Regions from separate parts of the Mus musculus genome. Here regions 1, 2, 3, 4 and 5 are each linked to region 6. Evidence: chromatin contacts called from public HiChIP or PLAC-seq, Micro-C and promoter capture Hi-C data. All regions are on one chromosome and are shown on one strand. The core of a region is the stretch at or near the end of the contact, and the rest is flanking DNA. Distances in the headings are between cores, read along the strand shown. Region 1 holds the start of Chrd (chordin). Region 2 has its middle 68 kb from the start of Gm6551. Region 3 overlaps Vps8 (VPS8 CORVET complex subunit). Region 4 holds the start of 2510009E07Rik (RIKEN cDNA 2510009E07 gene). Region 5 has its middle 85 kb from the start of Gm22741. Region 6 holds the start of Ephb3 (Eph receptor B3).

Evidence for each region. Promoter capture Hi-C pulls out the DNA fragments that hold promoters and counts their contacts. A called contact is a pair of places that touch in the nucleus more often than the background predicts. HiChIP or PLAC-seq counts read pairs in DNA pulled down with a chosen protein or histone mark.
Region 1: a contact with region 6 is called in a promoter capture Hi-C map of embryonic stem cells, with 18 read pairs. The contact joins the promoter of Chrd here to the promoter of Ephb3 in region 6. A contact is called at or near these places in 17 of 39 promoter capture datasets (the 3T3-L1 cell line, 3T3-L1-derived adipocytes, the C10 cell line and 9 more), 2 of 15 datasets of contacts at CTCF or cohesin (the NIH/3T3 cell line and embryonic stem cells), 37 of 484 Hi-C or Micro-C datasets (the N1E-115 cell line, the P5424 cell line, Sertoli cells and 22 more), 22 of 115 datasets of contacts at active chromatin or transcription factors (SST interneurons, embryonic basal ganglia, embryonic fibroblasts and 14 more) and 3 of 9 other capture datasets (adipose tissue, macrophages and pancreatic islet).
Region 2: an H3K27ac HiChIP or PLAC-seq map of embryonic stem cells shows a contact between it and region 6, with 2.6 times the contacts expected there. The contact joins the enhancer-like site here to the promoter of Ephb3 in region 6. A contact is called at or near these places in 3 of 39 promoter capture datasets (cranial neural crest, liver and stem cell-derived epiblast-like cells) and 4 of 115 datasets of contacts at active chromatin or transcription factors (all in embryonic stem cells).
Region 3: a Micro-C map of embryonic stem cells shows a contact between it and region 6, with 2.6 times the contacts expected there. The contact joins the enhancer-like site here to the promoter of Ephb3 in region 6. A contact is called at or near these places in 4 of 39 promoter capture datasets (the 3T3-L1 cell line, embryonic stem cells, hippocampal neurons and 1 more), 1 of 15 datasets of contacts at CTCF or cohesin (embryonic stem cells), 7 of 484 Hi-C or Micro-C datasets (the C3H10T1/2 cell line, cerebral cortex, cortical neurons and 3 more), 9 of 115 datasets of contacts at active chromatin or transcription factors (the NIH/3T3 cell line, astrocytes, embryonic stem cells and 2 more) and 2 of 9 other capture datasets (adipose tissue and embryonic stem cells).
Region 4: a contact with region 6 is called in an H3K4me3 HiChIP or PLAC-seq map of forebrain, with 4 times the contacts expected there. The contact joins the promoter of 2510009E07Rik here to the promoter of Ephb3 in region 6. A contact is called at or near these places in 4 of 39 promoter capture datasets (cranial neural crest, embryonic stem cells and frontonasal cranial neural crest), 3 of 484 Hi-C or Micro-C datasets (all in embryonic stem cells), 3 of 115 datasets of contacts at active chromatin or transcription factors (embryonic stem cells and forebrain) and 1 of 9 other capture datasets (macrophages).
Region 5: an H3K4me3 HiChIP or PLAC-seq map of embryonic stem cells shows a contact between it and region 6, with 5 times the contacts expected there. The contact joins the enhancer-like site here to the promoter of Ephb3 in region 6. A contact is called at or near these places in 10 of 39 promoter capture datasets (cranial neural crest, embryonic stem cells, hippocampal neurons and 4 more), 1 of 15 datasets of contacts at CTCF or cohesin (embryonic stem cells), 2 of 484 Hi-C or Micro-C datasets (embryonic stem cells and nephron progenitors), 11 of 115 datasets of contacts at active chromatin or transcription factors (astrocytes, embryonic stem cells, pancreatic cancer cells and 1 more) and 2 of 9 other capture datasets (embryonic stem cells and liver).

Annotation. Positions count from the first base shown.
Region 1 is chr16:20,731,734-20,734,433 of GRCm38.p6, forward strand. It overlaps Chrd (chordin), which reads left to right and starts at 1,394. Exons shown (of 23, transcript NM_009893.2): 1 at 1,394-1,562; 2 at 1,798-1,901; 3 at 2,274-2,403; 4 at 2,540-2,668. The coding sequence starts at 1,415. It also overlaps a transcript of Thpo not described here.
Region 2 is chr16:20,859,477-20,862,200 of GRCm38.p6, forward strand. No RefSeq gene overlaps it. Among named protein-coding and RNA genes, the nearest start is that of Gm6551, 68 kb to the right of the region's middle. Within about 2 kb of position 1,350, at least 6 of the 459 cell types and tissues checked have an H3K27ac peak or open chromatin away from gene starts, as enhancers often do. A contact at or near this core is called in embryonic stem cells, where this site is marked.
Region 3 is chr16:21,484,571-21,487,270 of GRCm38.p6, forward strand. All of the region lies in intron 20 of Vps8 (VPS8 CORVET complex subunit), which reads left to right. Among named protein-coding and RNA genes, the nearest start is that of Vps8, 63 kb to the left of the region's middle. Within about 2 kb of position 1,316, at least 9 of the 459 cell types and tissues checked have an H3K27ac peak or open chromatin away from gene starts, as enhancers often do. A contact at or near this core is called in embryonic stem cells, where this site is marked.
Region 4 is chr16:21,693,304-21,696,003 of GRCm38.p6, forward strand. 2510009E07Rik (RIKEN cDNA 2510009E07 gene) reads right to left here and starts at 1,362. Exons shown (of 2, transcript NM_001001881.2): 1 at 913-1,362. The coding sequence starts at 1,102.
Region 5 is chr16:20,828,849-20,831,548 of GRCm38.p6, forward strand. No RefSeq gene overlaps it. Among named protein-coding and RNA genes, the nearest start is that of Gm22741, 85 kb to the left of the region's middle. Within about 2 kb of position 1,448, at least 49 of the 459 cell types and tissues checked have an H3K27ac peak or open chromatin away from gene starts, as enhancers often do. A contact at or near this core is called in embryonic stem cells and pancreatic cancer cells, where this site is marked.
Region 6 is chr16:21,203,513-21,206,212 of GRCm38.p6, forward strand. It overlaps Ephb3 (Eph receptor B3), which reads left to right and starts at 1,283. Exons shown (of 16, transcript NM_010143.1): 1 at 1,283-1,751. The coding sequence starts at 1,658.

The sequences.
Region 1 (2,700 bases), core at 144-2,643, 470 kb before region 6:
CTTGATTGCTCAATGATCCTCTTCTAGTCCTACCACTATACATGTGACAAGAGAAATAACCAGGCCCATCTGTCCCTGTCTTAGGAAGGACAGCTGCCGAGCCTCCCCCACAAATACCTCTTTGCTGGCTCCTCTCTTCCTTTGGCCCTGGCTCTAGCTCCTGTGCTTTCTCCCCAGTCCCTGTCTCCCCACAGTCTCTGTCCTCAGGGACCTTGTGGCCTGACCCTGTCCTCTCTCCCTTGTCTTCCTCAGGCTTTCTCTGCGCCTCAGAGAGGATGGGCTATCTACTGAGGCGTATGGCCTGGATCCCGGAATTCTCCAGTTGAATAAGAGATGCCTTCTAAGATTAGGAAGCCTAGTGCTGGGATAGTGGGAAGAACGGTGCGCGCGCGCGCGCGCGCGCGCGCGCGTGTGTGTGTGTGTGTGTGTGTGTGTGTGTGTGTGTGTGTGTGTGTAGGATGGGGAGGCTTGTCTAGAAAAGCAGGACAAAGGAGGTGGGGACTGAGCTGGAGAGGAAGAGGGTCATCTCTTGGATGAAGGAAAAGCATGAGAGAGCCAGAGGTGGTAGTTGGATGGACTTGAGAGCAGGTTGGGGTGCTGGTGAATTATGACTCCACTCAGGGAAGCACTGCTTGATTCTGGGAAGCACAGGCTAGGTTCCTGTCCCTGGGAAGTGAAGAAAGAGGAGAGACCTTAGAAGGGAAATAGGAATACAGCCAGAGTGAAAGGAAGGGGGTGCTGTGGGTCCTAGGTAGGGGTGGATCGGTGTCATTTTCAAAGACAAGTCCTCATCCTCCAGCGGCCCATCTCGTTCAAGAGTGCCACAGGCCCGAGGCTCAGCCTCTGCCCTTCACTAGCCTGAGCCTCTGGTCTTGGGGTGGACACCACCTCCAGGGGTGGTCGCAAGGAGCGTGTGTGGGGGTGTCGAGGCCCGCCTCTCCTCTCCCTCTTTGCGCCCCCTAGTTCCTCCCTTCCCCCTACCCACTCCGCTCCCCCCTCCTCCAGTCCCTCCCTCCTCCCCTGCCGGGTCCCAGCCTGTCCCCCTCCCCCACTCGCGATCCGGCCGCTGCTGCTGGGCCGGACCCCCCGGGCTCAGCCGGGCTCCTTGTGGAGCCGCCGCCGCGCCCCGTTTGCTGAAGAGGAGGCCCCGGGCCCGGACGCCTGGCGCGGGCATAAAACGGGCCAGAGCCGGCGCCTAGGGCACTAAAGTGGAGTACGGCCCGGGTCAGCGCCCCTCCGCCCGCTCTCTCCCGCCCCGCCCGGCCGGGAGCCGACCAGGCGACTGTGAGACGAGCCCCTCGCCACTGCCCCCCTCCTGGCCCCGGCCCCCTCCTGCCGGCCCGCCTCCGGTCCGGCCCTACTCCCTCTCCTGCTCCCTCCTCCCGCCCGCCTCCCCAGCTGTCTGCTCCGCGTCATGCCGAGCCTCCCGGCCCCGCCGGCCCCGCGGCTGCTCCTCGGGCTGCTGCTGCTCGGCTCGCGGCCGGCCAGTGGCACTGGCCCTGAGCCCCCAGCACTGCCCATCCGTTCCGAGAAGGAGCCGCTGCCTGTCCGGGGAGCGGCAGGTAGGTGGGCTCCAGGGGGAGGTGCGGGAGGGGAGTCTGACTCCTGGCAAGTCTACATCCACAGGGAGAGGGCCCCGGGCGCAGGTGGCTTCGCGCAGCGGGAGGGTGGGAGGGGAAAGCAGAGGCGGCGAGGTGCACGGTGCCAAGGGACCATGGGCCTGGCGGGCAGAGCCCGGAGCAGGCATTACGGCACGAGCAACCGGACAGCGGCCGCCAGCCAAGCCCGTCCCCGCAGGCTGCTCCTTCGGCGGGAAGGTCTATGCCTTGGACGAGACGTGGCACCCGGACCTGGGGGAGCCTTTTGGGGTGATGCGCTGCGTGCTGTGCGCCTGTGAAGCGGTGAGTGGATAACGCAGCTGCCTGCCCTACTCTAGAGGGTAGCGGAACGCTGGTGTCCTAAGTAGTAGACTCGGAGATGCTCAGGGGAAGGCTGGTCCGCAAATCGGAGGAAACCGCTTTCAAGTCTGCGGTGTTGACAGTTATTGATCGCCCACAATGTGACTGGCTTTTAGCCAACTTCCCCCCTCCCGTTACAGTATTGCTAGATAAATGACATTATTAGTTCTACTTTGCAGACAGGGACGCCGAGGCTCAGAGAAGTTAAGAAACTTTGGACGGGCCATGTAACTTGTAAATAGCAGAATTGACTGTCTGCAGCCCTGGGGTCTGATGGTTTCATTCCCTTAATTTTCCTATGTTCTCTGCCATCAGCCTCAGTGGGCTCGCCGTGGGAGGGGTCCTGGCAGGGTCAGCTGCAAGAACATCAAACCTCAGTGCCCCACCCTGGCCTGCAGGCAGCCGCGCCAGCTGCCAGGACACTGCTGCCAGACCTGCCCGCAGGGTGAGGCCCGCTGTGCCCGGAGTTAGGAGGGTGGAAGGCTCTACACTAGGTCCTGTACGACTTGCATCGCGGAGGAGGACTGGTCCTCCTGGTACCTTTCTGAAGCCAGCCGTCTTATTCCTTACCCCGGATGCAGAGCGCAGCAATCTAGATCCACAGCCCGCTGGCCTGGTCTTCGAGTATCCAAGGGATCCAGAGCATCGCAGTTACAGTGATCGAGGGGAACCCGGCGTTGGGGAGCGGACCCGTGCTGATGGCCACACAGGTAGGCTGGGGTGGAGGTGGGCCTGATGAAGT
Region 2 (2,724 bases), core at 100-2,599, 340 kb before region 6:
AGGACTGAGAAATGGGAAGTCCCCAAGGGGATAGTGGAAAGAAGTGTGTAAGGGTTTGTCACAACAGGATGGCGAGGAACCACTGCAGAATTAATGCTCCTGAGGTTTTGAACCAGGCGATAGGTACCATTAGGTTTTTTAACTGTTAGTATAGGGGTGTTAAAGGGGAAAGAGGTAGGGCAAAGGAGTTTTTTTTCCTCAAGAGATCAGAAATGACAGGCTTAAGTCCCCTGAGGCTCTGGAGGGAGAGAGAGTATTGAGCTTGGGTTATGTACCTGGTAGAGTCTAGTAATTGGATGACAACAGGAGAATAGTGTTTAGTAACAGAGGGATTCTGGATGTCCCAGACTCGGGGATCTACCTGAGAAGATGGTAGGGGGAAATAACATGGTAGTGTTAGAAGGTTGGCTGGCTAGAAGAAGGAGCAGAGGAACTTCTGGAGAGCTTAAGTTTAGGCGAATGAGGGGAGCAAAGGAAGTAGATGCTCCCAGCCTGGCTAGAAGATCCCTTTCCAATAAGGGGACAGGACACGTTGGCACTACCAAAAAGGAATGGGTGAGAAGTACACCCCTGCACTGGCTAGTTGTGTGTCAACTTGACACAGCTGGAGTTATCACAGAAAAAGGAGCTTCAGTTGAGGAAATGCCTCCATGAGATCCAACTGTAAGGCATTTTCTCAATTAGTGATCAAGGGGAAAAGGCCCCTTGTGGGTGGGACCATCTCTGGGCTGGTAATCTTGGTTCTATAAGAGAGCAAGCTGAGCAAGCCAGGGGAAGCAAGCCAGTAAAGAACATCCCTCCATGGCCTCTGCATCAGTTCCTGCTTCCTGACCTGTTTGAGTTCCAGATAAACAGCAGTATGGAATTGTAAGCTGAATAAACCCTTTCCTCCCCAACTTGCTTCTTGGTCATGATGTTTGTGCAGGAATAGAAACCCTGACTAAGACAACCCCTAAAAATGCAACTAAGTGGTGGGATCTGGTGAGGGAAGTAAGGCTGTCCTGCTACCCCAACAATAGGAAAACCAGAAGTGTGCCGCAGACCCTTTTTGGTCCCTGTTTGCGTAGAACGGGTCTCTAGTTGCCGGTGGGCAAGGAGTCAGCGAATGAATGACAAATAGATGCAACACTATAGATTGTGTAGAATCTGAGTGTAATTTTTCAAGTCAAGCATCAAACTTTTTATACAGAAGAGCGACAAGAAACCAGGCGGAGATACATCTGCTGAGTAACAGTGACACAATACAAAAGGAATGTATACATCAAAAGAAGGTGGGGACCAGCCTGCTGCCACTAAGAAGGGAGCCAGGTGTAATGCCAGTCTATTGTTAAGCCCACCACCAGGGGTTATTAGTAAATGCCTGATTATGGTGTTTCTTTGGGCCTAGTGAAGAAACCTGTCTCAGGGGGATTCCCTAACTCTTTTATGGTAAACCCACCTATTCGAAAGGCCATTGTGAATTCTCTTGTCTGGGTAAGACTGGCTATTGTCCCAAGTAAACACTCTGCAGACCAGCCCTGAGCTATTCTGGCTCCGTTCTTTGTAATGCCTAATTAGTTTCACCATCTCTACAAGAAGTAAATTTGAATGTTACTGAATAGATAACCTTCTTACTTAATTCTTACTGAATTCCTACTGAATTCCAAGTTTGTCGGCTTCAAGGATTTTCTAGGATATTGGAACACTGGCGAAGGCTTAGCTATGTCAGAATTCAATCTTTAAAGTCACTTATAATAAAATAATACTAAAAGAGAGCACGTGGATCCATACACCAGACTAAGGTGGGGATAGGGTATGAGTATACAGGTTATGAGAATGCCTGGTTCCAGAAGGTTGAGTTTCCTTGAAACTCCCTGCCTCGTGAGTGCTTCCAGGCCTCTCGGCCTGCCAAGCAGAGTTCACTGGAGTGTGTGTAGCAGAAGTGGGTCCCCAAAACTCTGTCAGGACTGAGTAAATGACCCCAGTGTCTAAGCAGAAGGAGATGGGCTGCCCACATACCACAATATTTACCTGGGGCTCCCTGCTAGTGATGGTAGTGGTCAGGGTCAGGGGAGCTCCGGCCTCCTCAGTCGGCCATAGCCAAACCTAGGAGATCAATTGGAGGGTTATCTGGAGGTGATGTTTCTCTGTTCTGTGTCACATGAGGGCAATTGACAGCCCAATGTCCCTCTTGATGGCAGCTAGGGCATGGCCGTGTTGGCTTACAGAAGTTAGGGCAGGCTAGTTGTTAGTCCTAAAGATAGAAGGAGAAAGACCAGTGATCCAAATCATCATGGCCAAATTAATTAATGAATCCCAATAATTAATTAAAGTAAGCTTTATTTTACTAATGTGTATGGCTGCCTCCATCTAAGGTGGATTTCAAGAGATCAGCATTGGATGTGAGGAAGTCCAGGCTTTTATAGCTCTAGGGTAGGTGAAAAAGTAAAACGTAAAAACAAAATTCTAGGCCTTTAGGCCCAGGCTTGGGAATGTGACCTTTGTGACTCAATGTTCCAAGGTATGCTAATCATAAAACAGATAGCGACATTCCTCCACCTACCCGCTTCCTGGGTTCAAAGAGTGTTCATTCAAAGAATGTGCTATTGTTAGGGGCTCTTAGAAACTGTCTTGAGAGATAACCTGAACAATTACCAGGTATTCCTTGTGACACTTGTGACTTTGCACTTCCTTGTGACTCTTAACTGGTATCTTTGGTATTTTCCAACAATGCCCTCCCCATTT
Region 3 (2,700 bases), core at 66-2,565, 280 kb after region 6:
CACCAGACTACAGCTCCTGAAAGTTCAACCATCATTAAGCATCCCCACCCCAGGGACCAGGCTTTGAGCGGGCAGAGTCGTGTTTAGGCAGTGCATGGTTGCTGCATATCACCCATGTAATTCTTAGCAGAACTCTCTAAGGCAGGCGCTGTTACTGCTCCCCGTTATACATGGCATGCAGGCACAGAGAGACGAGGTAAGTCGCTTAGGGCACATAACAAGGAAGTTAGTGACTGAATGTAAACATTTGGACTTCAGGGTTTCCATCTGCAGTTCTTCACTGTGTAGTTGAACAAGACTTCTTTTCGTGTGAACATAGTTCAAAAAGTCCAGATAAACGTTACGTGTTAGAGAAATTAACGCCAGAGCCCAGTGTGTGTGACGTGTGTAGCTACAATATAATTGTTCACATCTTGAAGACCCCAGGTGTTGTGGAACATCCCCAGTCACAGCATTTGCACACAAACATATTTTTGGTGGCTTGTTATTCATTCTCTCTTAATGTACTTTCATATTTTTAAGTTTTTTCTGTATGATCAGTTTATTACCAGGGCGGAGTAGGCACTTTTCAGTAAATGTTTTGCCGTAGTACTATTTATATATAGAAGCGGCACTGATACTCTTCTATCCACTGAAAGAGCACTCTAAAACCAGACACAGAAAGCCAGTTTTGTATAGGTTATATCCTCCTTTTCTACCAGTCTGTAATGTCAGGCTCCTGTGATTAATCTTTGCATATATGTATATGTGCATATAGTGTGTGTGTATGTGTGTGTCTGTGTGTGTGTGTGTGTGTGTGTGTGTGTGTGTGTGTGCGCGCATGCATACCTTCATACCCAAGTTTTGTTTTTTGTCTTTTTTTTTTTTTTTTTTTTTTTTTTTTCAAAACAGGGTTTCTCTGTGTAGTTCTGGCTGTCCTGGAACTCACTTTGTAGACCAGGCTGGCCTCGAACTCAGAAATCTGCCTGCCTCTGCCTCTGCTGCGTTTAAAGGCATGTGCCACCACCGCCGGCTCATACCCAAGTTTTTATCAGTGACATAAGTAAAGTTAGTTTATTGACAAGCCTGTCAGGGCTAGGTAGCAGCAAGAGTCAAAATTGAAAATGATCTTGATAAGAAAATCCCATTTAATTGTGTATAAACCTGACAAGATTAAACATTAGATTCAAATTTGTTTACTAGATTTGAAAGGTGTAGCTAGGTAGGAGTTAGAAATATCTTTAGTCCTAGTGTACTGACCCCCAGTACTCTCCTAACACCCTCCTGCGCCTGTCTTGTGAGCAGCTCTCCTCCCACTGTCATGTGACTTGCCAGCTTTAAGTGGGGCTGCGCCTGTGTGCATAGGTTGGGGCTGTTTACTGGAAGGAATGCCCCTCCCCTGCAACAGTAACAGCAGGGTGTCAGCCCTCATCCCCAAGGGCTCAGTCTGTTCAGGCCCACGAGCAGAGGCCCTGGTAGGGCCCATGACCTCTTGAGGCATGGGCTCTTGACCAGGATCACAGTACGAGAAATGAATTTCCTCCTCTGGAGCAGGCCTGAAATACGACCAGGAAGTGATTGGTTAACCCCTTACCAGTCCCACACTGTTGTACCAAGGGCACATCCTGAATAAGGCTAAAGTCCCCGCTGGCTCTCCTTGGAGCTGATGGCAGGTCCATTTAGAGCTGGGCACTCAGCATCACTCGCTCTCAGCACTTGGACCAGCTGTGAGTCTGCATTAACTCCCACCCACTGCAAAGAGAAGCCTGTCTGACCAAGGCTGAGATGCAAGCGGCACGTGAGGTGGACCGGCAGGAGAAGATGTTGGATTGTGATGAGACACTTTATATAACTCCAACTTGCAGGTGACTGAGACCCAAGGATATTCAGTTCAAGACTATCTCTTGCTGCACAGTGATTTTGAGTCCAGTCTGGCTTCCTAGCAGGGAGAAAGGGAAGAGAGGGAAGGAGAAGAGGGAGCAAGATGGTGCATTTCAGTTTGAAGTGAAGTGCTGTTGAGGAGATAGCTCTTGGATTTATGCCTTTCTTTTGTTTGTCCTACTCAAATGAAGGGAGGATGGCTTCTGAACAGGAGGGGCATTTCGTAAGTTTTTATTATTATATGTTAATTTTATTCTGCTATTTCCATACATGCATGTGTATGTAATGTTTTGATTATACCCCTGTTGCCCTCTCTTCTCTCCCTTTCCTTTCTTCTTCCCACCCCATCCACTTCTACGTGTGTGTCTAGTCTCCTGTCTTTTCTTTCTTGCAAATCCTTTCCCTCAGCAGTGAGTAAACTGCCTGTGCACCTGCAAGAAGTGGTGGGACCCTCTCTATGCCTCTCGATGGACCAAATCCAGCGTAGGTCCTATGAAGGCTCCATGACACTCTGACTCTTCCTCTGGCCCTCACATTCGTATGTTTCTTTTTTGCGATGTACCTTGGGGCAGGTGGTGTAGATACCCTCTTAGCTGGTATCTGAGTACTAAGGGTCACCTGTCTCGTTAACCACCGCCTAGTGTCAAAGCTTCTCTCACCAGGCCTAAGAGCAGCAGTGCTTTGGCATCAGCATGGATATGTAGAAGGCAAGTTGAGAGGCACATCATGCCCAGTTGGCAAAACAGTTGTAGCTTCCTCACTAGGACTGGACTTTTGATCAGGCTACCAGAGTGAGTTCCCTCCTGTAGAGCAGGCTTCAACTCCAATCAGAAAAACGCT
Region 4 (2,700 bases), core at 112-2,611, 490 kb after region 6:
TCCTACTCTGAAGCCACACTTTCAGCGAGAAGCAAGAACATCCTGTTTGTCCTCATCAGCAGAGGAACAACAAAATCAATATTCGCTCTCCAGGTACCTTGAATTTATAAGGAAAAGCAAGGATTTTCTATCCTTTAATTTATAAACTCAACTAAGACATTCAAATATTCTCAATTAAAAGCAAATAAAGATTTGTTACATATTGTAGCTCTCCTTGTAAACCATATCCTCCTAAATAACAGGGGGGAAAAGTTTGATTGAAGATCACTTGGAAAATGTGTCTTAAGCACGGCAAAGCCCTCCAAATCTAAGATTATATGGAAACCGACTTCAGAATGTTTCTAAAAAGAAATGATTCAGCAGTCGGATTAAGCTAAATGCCATGAAGTAATCAAATTGTGGAATGCTGATTAAATGGCTACTTAAGTTTAATCTATTTAAAACTCTCAGGATAAATACAACTGGCCTAGGACTAGACTAGTCCTGGCTTGGCTCAAACGCTGTAACTGGGTGTCGAAGGAGTTTGCTCTTCAAACTGTTCCTTTTAACTTCTTAGAAGCCATTCTTCATACTTTGGTTCTTTCTCGATCTGGATACATTAAATAAATGGGAATCGCTAGGACCTAGGGTTCTTTCTGTTCAACAGCAGCCAGAAAGAACAGGCAAGAAAGTGAAAGGGGTATGTCCGTGCCCACCCCCCACCGCTGAAAGGGCTACCCTGCTGGCGCGCGTCCGCTCTGGCGGCTCTGAGCAAGTATCTAAAAGAACGGCAAAGAAAGCCAGCCCCAGGCTCCTGTGGGTAGGAAGGTTCCCTTTTGTGACTACAGCTAGGTTCCCCCGGGATTTCCTCCCGTCGTCCGGGTAGCACCCGGCCGCAGGCGGGCGACAGCAGGCCGACGCGGCTCCACTTACAGTGACACCATCCCAGGTGACAGCACCAGTGCAGCTTGAAGCACTTGCCGTGGCTGTGCGTGGCACAGATGGACAGCCCGTCGCACGGCTGGAAGTCGGGTCTGCGGGCGGCGCAGCTCCGCGCCAGGGCCTGCGCCTCGTCCACTTTCTCGCTCTTCCAGCCGCGCTCGGGCGCCGTGGCCGCACTCATCTCTCCGGTTGAAGAGCCGGGCCGGGAGCCTAGGACAGGGCAGAGGCGCGGGCCGGGCAGGGCGAGGGTGGGTTGCGGGCTGGAGGCGCGGCGAACACCCGCTGCCGAGGAGCCGCCCGGGGAGGGAGCAGCGACCCGGCCAGGCCTGCTGCCTCCCCGCGCCCTGCTCCCTTCTGCGCCCTGCTCCCTCCTCCCTTCTTTCTCCTCTCCTCTCCTCCCTCCTCTTTGCTCCCTCCTCCCGTCTCTCTCTGTCGTCCTCCCTGCTCCCTCCTCCCCACTCGGGCCGCCACGCCTGCACGCGCACGCGCACACTTAGACCGCCGCGCCCCTCTGCGAGCCCATCCCCTCGCGGTGGCGTTGCGCGCGTCGCCTCTGCCCCCGGCCAGCGGGTCCCACATGCCCATAGGACAGTCAGCACACATCCCCTACGCCCTCGGGTTGGGAGGGCGTACCTCCGGCTACAGTCCGGCCTTCTCCCGCAGCCTTTAGGCACAGGGTCTAGCCTGGTCCTTAGCACTCCCTCCCCGTCGCGCCGTGGCGTCCTGCTGGGCACACACTCGCCCGGGCTGTCCTGGAGCCGCCGGATGGCAGCGGGCGATGACCTCGCGGGTTCTTCCCTGTGCCAGCCTCCCGGAACTAGTCCTGGGTGCGGGGCTTTGGGCAGTCAGGGTGGGAGAATCTGTTAGGTTTCTGTCTTGATACGTGTAGGGTGTGGGGATGCACTGAGTGGCTTGCAGTGTCTGTGTGGCCATAGACATTACACGCCAGTCGTATAGTCGTGTGTGAGTGTGTGTGTGTGTGTGTGTGTGTGTGTGTGTGTGTGTGTGTGTGTTGTGAGTGTGGACGCCCTAGCGTGATTAACTGCATCAGTTGAACTGCGTGTGTGGCGGTATGGTGGGCTGGAATGGCGTAGTAAATTTATGCATGGATTACATGTGTGGAGTTGACACGGTCGGACATGGGTACACAGACTGACATGTGGCCCAGCCTAGCCAATGGGTGTGGCTGCCTAGGCTGCAGGTCCCTCTCCCACCTCCCCCAGTCTGCTTGTTAGACCGCCCTGCTGGCCACAACTTGTTTCAAATGGGTCTTCCATCCCAGACTGAACCAGAGAAGAGAAAAATGAATCTTTCGTTTACGGGAGCAGTGCTTCCCCTACCACGCGGGCCAGTGCCCAGTCTAAAACACCGAAAGGAGGAACGCCTTCCCTCTGCTTCCTTGCCAAATGCTACACCGGGCCCAGGAAAATGCCTGTAATCGCAGAGGGTCCGCAACAGAGCCTCTCAGCACAAATGCTGGGCTGGACCGTGCTTTCCCCAGATCTCCTTTCCCTTCCCTTTATCCCCTTCCTGTTTGGCAATGAGCTCTATCCTGGTTTTAAACGAAATTCATCCTCAAGTCCTCAAAACTCTTTGCTGCCATAAGCACCCTTTCATAATTTTCCCTTTTATTTAACCTTGGCTTAGGAAGGGAAATCTAATTTGCATATGTCTGACTCTGTGAAATCTTCATGTGTCAGGGATTGAGGTAAACTCAGATGGCAACGGCTGATTTCAACAACTGTCCCATCTAAGTGACAAATTCTGGCTCCCCGTTAA
Region 5 (2,700 bases), core at 198-2,697, 370 kb before region 6:
GTACTGGGGCATATAAAGTTTGCAAGTCCAATGGGTCTCTCTTTGCAGTGATGGCTGACTAGGCCATCTTTTGATACATATGCAGCTAGAGACAAGAGCTCCCGGGTACTGGTTAGTTCATATTGTTGTTCCACCTATAGGGTTGCAGTTCCCTTTAGTTCCTTGGGTGCTTTCTCTAGTTCCTCCATTGGGGGCCCTGTGGTCCATTCAATAGCTGACTGTGAGCATCCACTTCTGTGTTTGCTAGGCCCCGGCATAGTCTCACAAGAGGAGAACTTTCAAACTTAGATTTGCATTCAGCTTGGTCTCTGGTGGTCCAGCAACTTCCTTATTATGAACCAACTCGGTGTGAGGACGAAACCATAAACACACCTGCAAGTATGTAAGTACGTTAAAATGTGTGTGTCTGTGTGTTCCTTCTTCCTTGAGGAAGGGCTCAAACTATATCCTGGCTTCACAGATGTAGCTCCTACCAGAAGTGGGGCAACTGGGGTGACTGAGGGGGAGATTTGGCAGATGAGTACTGTTATCCTGCTTGCTTTATTTTGTTGTTTTGAGGTGGGGTGTCACTCTGTAACTCTGTAGCTGGGCACTCTGTTACTTGGAGGCTCTGGAGTGACTGAGAGAGGTCAGCCCATGGTGTAGCATTACTTCCTCAATTGTCTGGGGGATGGAATGTGACTACAACTCCCTTTGTATCGGAAGGGTGTGGGAAGGCCAACAGATCCCCTGTGAGGGATGTGGAAAAGATGGGGGTGACTGTAACCTGATTGTTTGTCAGAGGAGGGGTGCATCCAGCCTGTACCTTTGCCTTTCAGGCCTGGCTTAGAAAAGGACTCTGTCAAGCAAGAACACTTTGATTACAAAGAAAGAATCCTGTGTGTGGAGCCTTTACTTAGTAATGTATGGTAAATATCTTTTCTTTCCTCATTAGGCATTCCACACCGAGGTGTTTGTGAGCACTCTGCAGGGCTAGGCTTATTAACCAACCTATGTTGGGAATGCTTGGCACGCCCAGCTCCTTTGCAGCTGGCAAGTGCTAGGTTCCTTCTTGTACGGACCAACTTCATGAATGAACTCCCCCATCCTTATGTGGTCTATGCCATACTGCTTGACACAGTGTAAGTCACTTTCAAGCTTACAGACGTGACAAAGAAACACACCAGGAAGCAGTAGCGCAAAGATGAAGCCAAGGCAGGGCTGGAATGCTCCCCACCCCCTCTTTCCTTGCAGCTGTGGGCTTGACTGGGCTGAGCACTGTCCTTAGAGTATTTGGCTTGGATGTCAGAGAGGGTGTGTCAGCTAACCAGGCAGCTCCAAGTCACATCCTGCCAAGGTGTTACCAGATGCTAAAACTTCCTGTCTCTCCCCCAACACAAGCTCTCAGTCCTCTAGACCCTGATAAGTGGCTGGGGCAGAGATGGAAAGTACCCTACAGTGATCTGGGTTTCCTCGTCATCATTGAGTGTGCCCTCCCCTCCCCTTGTCTCCCTCCCCCATGTCTGGGGCCAGAGGTGCCAGACAGACTCAACTATTTGGGCAACACTTGCCTTACCTCTTTGAGATCTTAGAAATTAAATTTTCTTCTCCTTAAGATGGAAAATATTACACGTATATATGAGAAAGGAAAAGTGCCAACGTGTTTAAGCATGACACAGCCTTACTACACATTTCCTACCAAGTACCAATATGGGTTATAAATGGGAAAATCTAAATTGGGAAGCCAACTTGTCCTGTGATTTTCTTTAAAATGAGAACAACAATAGCAGCCAAAATATCTGTCTTAAGAATGTTGTGGTATGGGTGTGATGGCTCAGTGCATAAAGGCCTTGGCCTCAAAGCCTCATGACGTAGCTCAGTGGGAGAAAAGAACCAACAGATTGGTTCTCTGACCTTCCTGACCATGCACCATGGTGCACAGCACCTTTATTCCATAAACATAAAATAAATAAATAAATAAAAAGATCCCCCCAGGGCACTCTGAGGCTATGAATAAGTATGCAGAAAAAAGATGGAAATGTTTTGTGAGGAAGATGCCCCTGAAGAAAGCTGTGCTGGAAATCTCATCTTGGACTGCTGGACTCTTTGCTCCCGAAACTGAAGGAAGGTAGCCTGCTGGATCAACTGCTGTGGTTGTGTGGGAAGTGGGACAGTGGGAGGAAGCTGCCCAGGTGGGGCTGCTGTCACCTTGTTGTGGCCAGCCTTATGTGCTTCCAGAGAATTTTCAAGGTCTGCAAAGCATGAACAATTCTGGACAGATGTGGGACCTGCAATTAAAGAGAACTAGCAGGGGTTCCCCCCCCCCCTTTTCCCTGTGTATGTAGGATTACTGGACCCCCTTTTTTTCTGTGTATATGCAGGCATGGTGGGACCCCTCTTCTTTCTTTGTGTATGTAGGCATGGCAGGACACTGTGTGTACTCAGGCATATTGGGACCCCTTTCTCTGTGTGTATGCAGGCATGGTGGGGCCCCCTTTCTCTCTCTGTGCATGCAGGCATGGTGGATCTCCCCTCTTCTCTCTGTATGGAAGCATGGCACACACATGGATGCCAGCAGACCGATGTGAATGTCAGAGGGCAACTTTAAATCCCTTCTCTCTTTCCACTTCAGGTCAGGGAATGAGTTCATGCCTCAGACTTGTATGGTAAGCACTTCACCGATGAGCCTCTTCACCCACCCCTCCCTTTCTCTTATCAAAA
Region 6 (2,700 bases), core at 33-2,532:
ATTGTTTCAGGGTGTTTATTACACCTTGTAAATGTTCTAAAAGTGAACCGGCAGAAGTCCATCACAGTAACCTAGAGGCTCTCTTTGATGTTTCCGACCCCGGCACCTCTCTCATTCACCTAGGCACAAATACACTTCAAACTTAACTTGTTGGCTCTTCCTTCTAGTCATGGTCTAAGCCACCACCCTCCCTTCCACTACATGGCCCCTTCACTAGCCCCCAGGATTCCACCACTGTCTCTGCCTGTCATCCTCCCAGGACAGACATGCCAATCTGATAATGTAATGTCCCCCTGTTTCAAGAGAAAGGCTACATTGTGAGTCCAAAATCGTATCCTCCGGGCCCCTCCTCATCTACTTCTCCTCAGCCGGTTCACCCTCTCTCCGCTCTAACTCTGCACTCAAGCGATTCTGAACTTTATTCTGAACATTTTTTTTCTTCGATTCTAGGTCTTAACACAAAAGTGTATGTTCTCTGCCCGGAGCACTGCCTCCCATCCTCAATACACTATTACTCATCCATCTTGTATACTGTCACTTAGATCCCGTTTCCTTAGACCTAACATTGTGCTTCGAAAAGGTAGGTTCTTTCCCGGCAGGAATGCTTGTTAGCCCCGCTGTGAGTTTTAAACCCACCTCCACCAGTTAACACATGGCTCCGGGATAATAAACGCTTCTCTGCTCTAGCCACTTTGAAACATTGTGGGTGCCCAAAAAATATTTTCTAATAAATTATCACAATCGAATAGACGAATAAATAAACCCTTGAGCGTCCCTTGAAGCGGGCTCTGCCGGGGTGGGTAATTCCCACGCCCCACATTCCTTTCCCTACTCGCTAAGGCCTGTCCTGGGTCTGGATGTGCTTGGAAGAAAAAAAGCCTCTTGACAGAATCCCATGGGTCTGCTAACCACAGGGGGGCGCCCCCAGCTCGTTCTATCTGGTTATCACCGTCTAGGACTGGAGCTGGTTACTAATCGCCAATAGGAGAGAGGGGCGGGGTTACCCGATTGACTGACAGTGTGGCTCCGCCCAGTCTAATTCATCTTTTCAATGGCTCCTCCTGCTGCAAGCCCCAGGACGCCGAGGGTGGGCTCGGTGGAAGAGCGGCCAACTGAACTCCAGCAGAGTGCTCTCGCAGCAGAACCAGCTGGCTGGGCGGTCTGTGAGTGGGCGGCCGGCCTCTGGGGGCGTGGCCTGAGTGTTGACGGGCAGGCAGGTAGCCCTGCCCCTCTCGCCCAGAGCGGCCGCTCCACCGCGAGGACCAGCAGAAGTGAGTACGTGAGCGGCGCAGCCAGATACCGGCTCCTACCCCGGACGGCGAGCGCACAAGGATCCCGGGATCTGAGCTCGGCCTCAGTGGACTGTGCCCCGAGAACCTGCGACCACCTGCGCCCTCCGCTTCCCGAGTCATTGGGCATCAAGCCACCCAGCGCCCCGGATCCTCCTGGACCGGTCCGTCCAGATTCCCGCGGGAACGACCTGCCGGCATCTACCCGGAGTCCCGGGTTGGGCGACACCTCGGTTACAGAGCAGCCCGTCTGCTTTGCTCCCCCTCCCTGACGGGATCTCTTGGACTGTGCGCGAGCCTTCTTCCTCGGGCGTCCCCAGCCCCGCCGGCGCGGCCCGGCTCGGCCCCCCAACCGAGCGCCCCGGGCTATGGCCGGAGCCCGCCCGCCGCCGGGGCTTCTGCCGCTGCTCGCTCCGCTGCTGCTGCCGCTGCTGCTTCCCGCCGGCTGCTGGGCGCTGGAAGGTGAGCGGCGTCGGGGTCCCGCGCGCTACCGGGGAGCCCCGCAGTGTGGGGCCGTGGGCTGAGCACACGTCCAAGGAGACTCTAGGCTCGAGCCGGCTCCGCAGCCCTCTTTGGGGAAACTGCTAGCATCAGGACTCAGCACCGACTCCCGAAAGCAGCAGTTCGGCCGTGGGTTGTTTTTTGTTTTTCGGGTTTTTTTTTTTTTCTTCTTTCCATTTGGAAGGGATAGCCTACAGTCAAAGCAGAGGAACGAGACCCTCGGGGGTTCGCACCTCTGGAAGGCGAGGAAATGTGGGCGACTCAGCATCAAGGCGGGGGGGCTGCGGGACTGGGCGCTTGGGCGGGTGAAGCGAAGCTCCTCGGGTTGGGGGCTGCACTGGTTGGGAACCCGTTGTAGTTAACAGTAAGCGTGATTGTGTGCACCCCGCTTTGTCAGGGGATGGCTGCGGGGGTGGAGAGGCAGGGGGGCCTGTCATTGTTTATGGTTTTTCAAGTGCCAGCAACACAAGAGGTGTGTGTGTGTCTGTTGTAAACCTTCTCGGACCCACCCCACCCCCACCTCCAGCAGGACCTTTGGAGGGCTTAGGTTTCCATTGAACCCTCACCAACAGGGATTTACCCGGGGAGCACCTGAGCCGAGTGGCTACTAGTCATCAGCGGCGGGAAAAGGTCAGCCTTGTCTGTGGGCTCAGTGAAACCTACTAAGACTGCTACTGGGAAGAAATTGAACTTGGACAAACAAACAGCCCGAGTGTGGCTGGCCCAGACAAGAGAGCTCACACTTACGCCACTTGACATGAACCCACAGGGAACACCGGCACAGGTCACTAACACAGTCTAGAGGCACATACAGTCCCCTGGTGTTACAAAAATTGTAAACCTATTCAGTCAGGGGTGAAACTCAATGTTGAGGGAGGGCAGCAAAGAATTTGAGGGAAAATTGCAATGC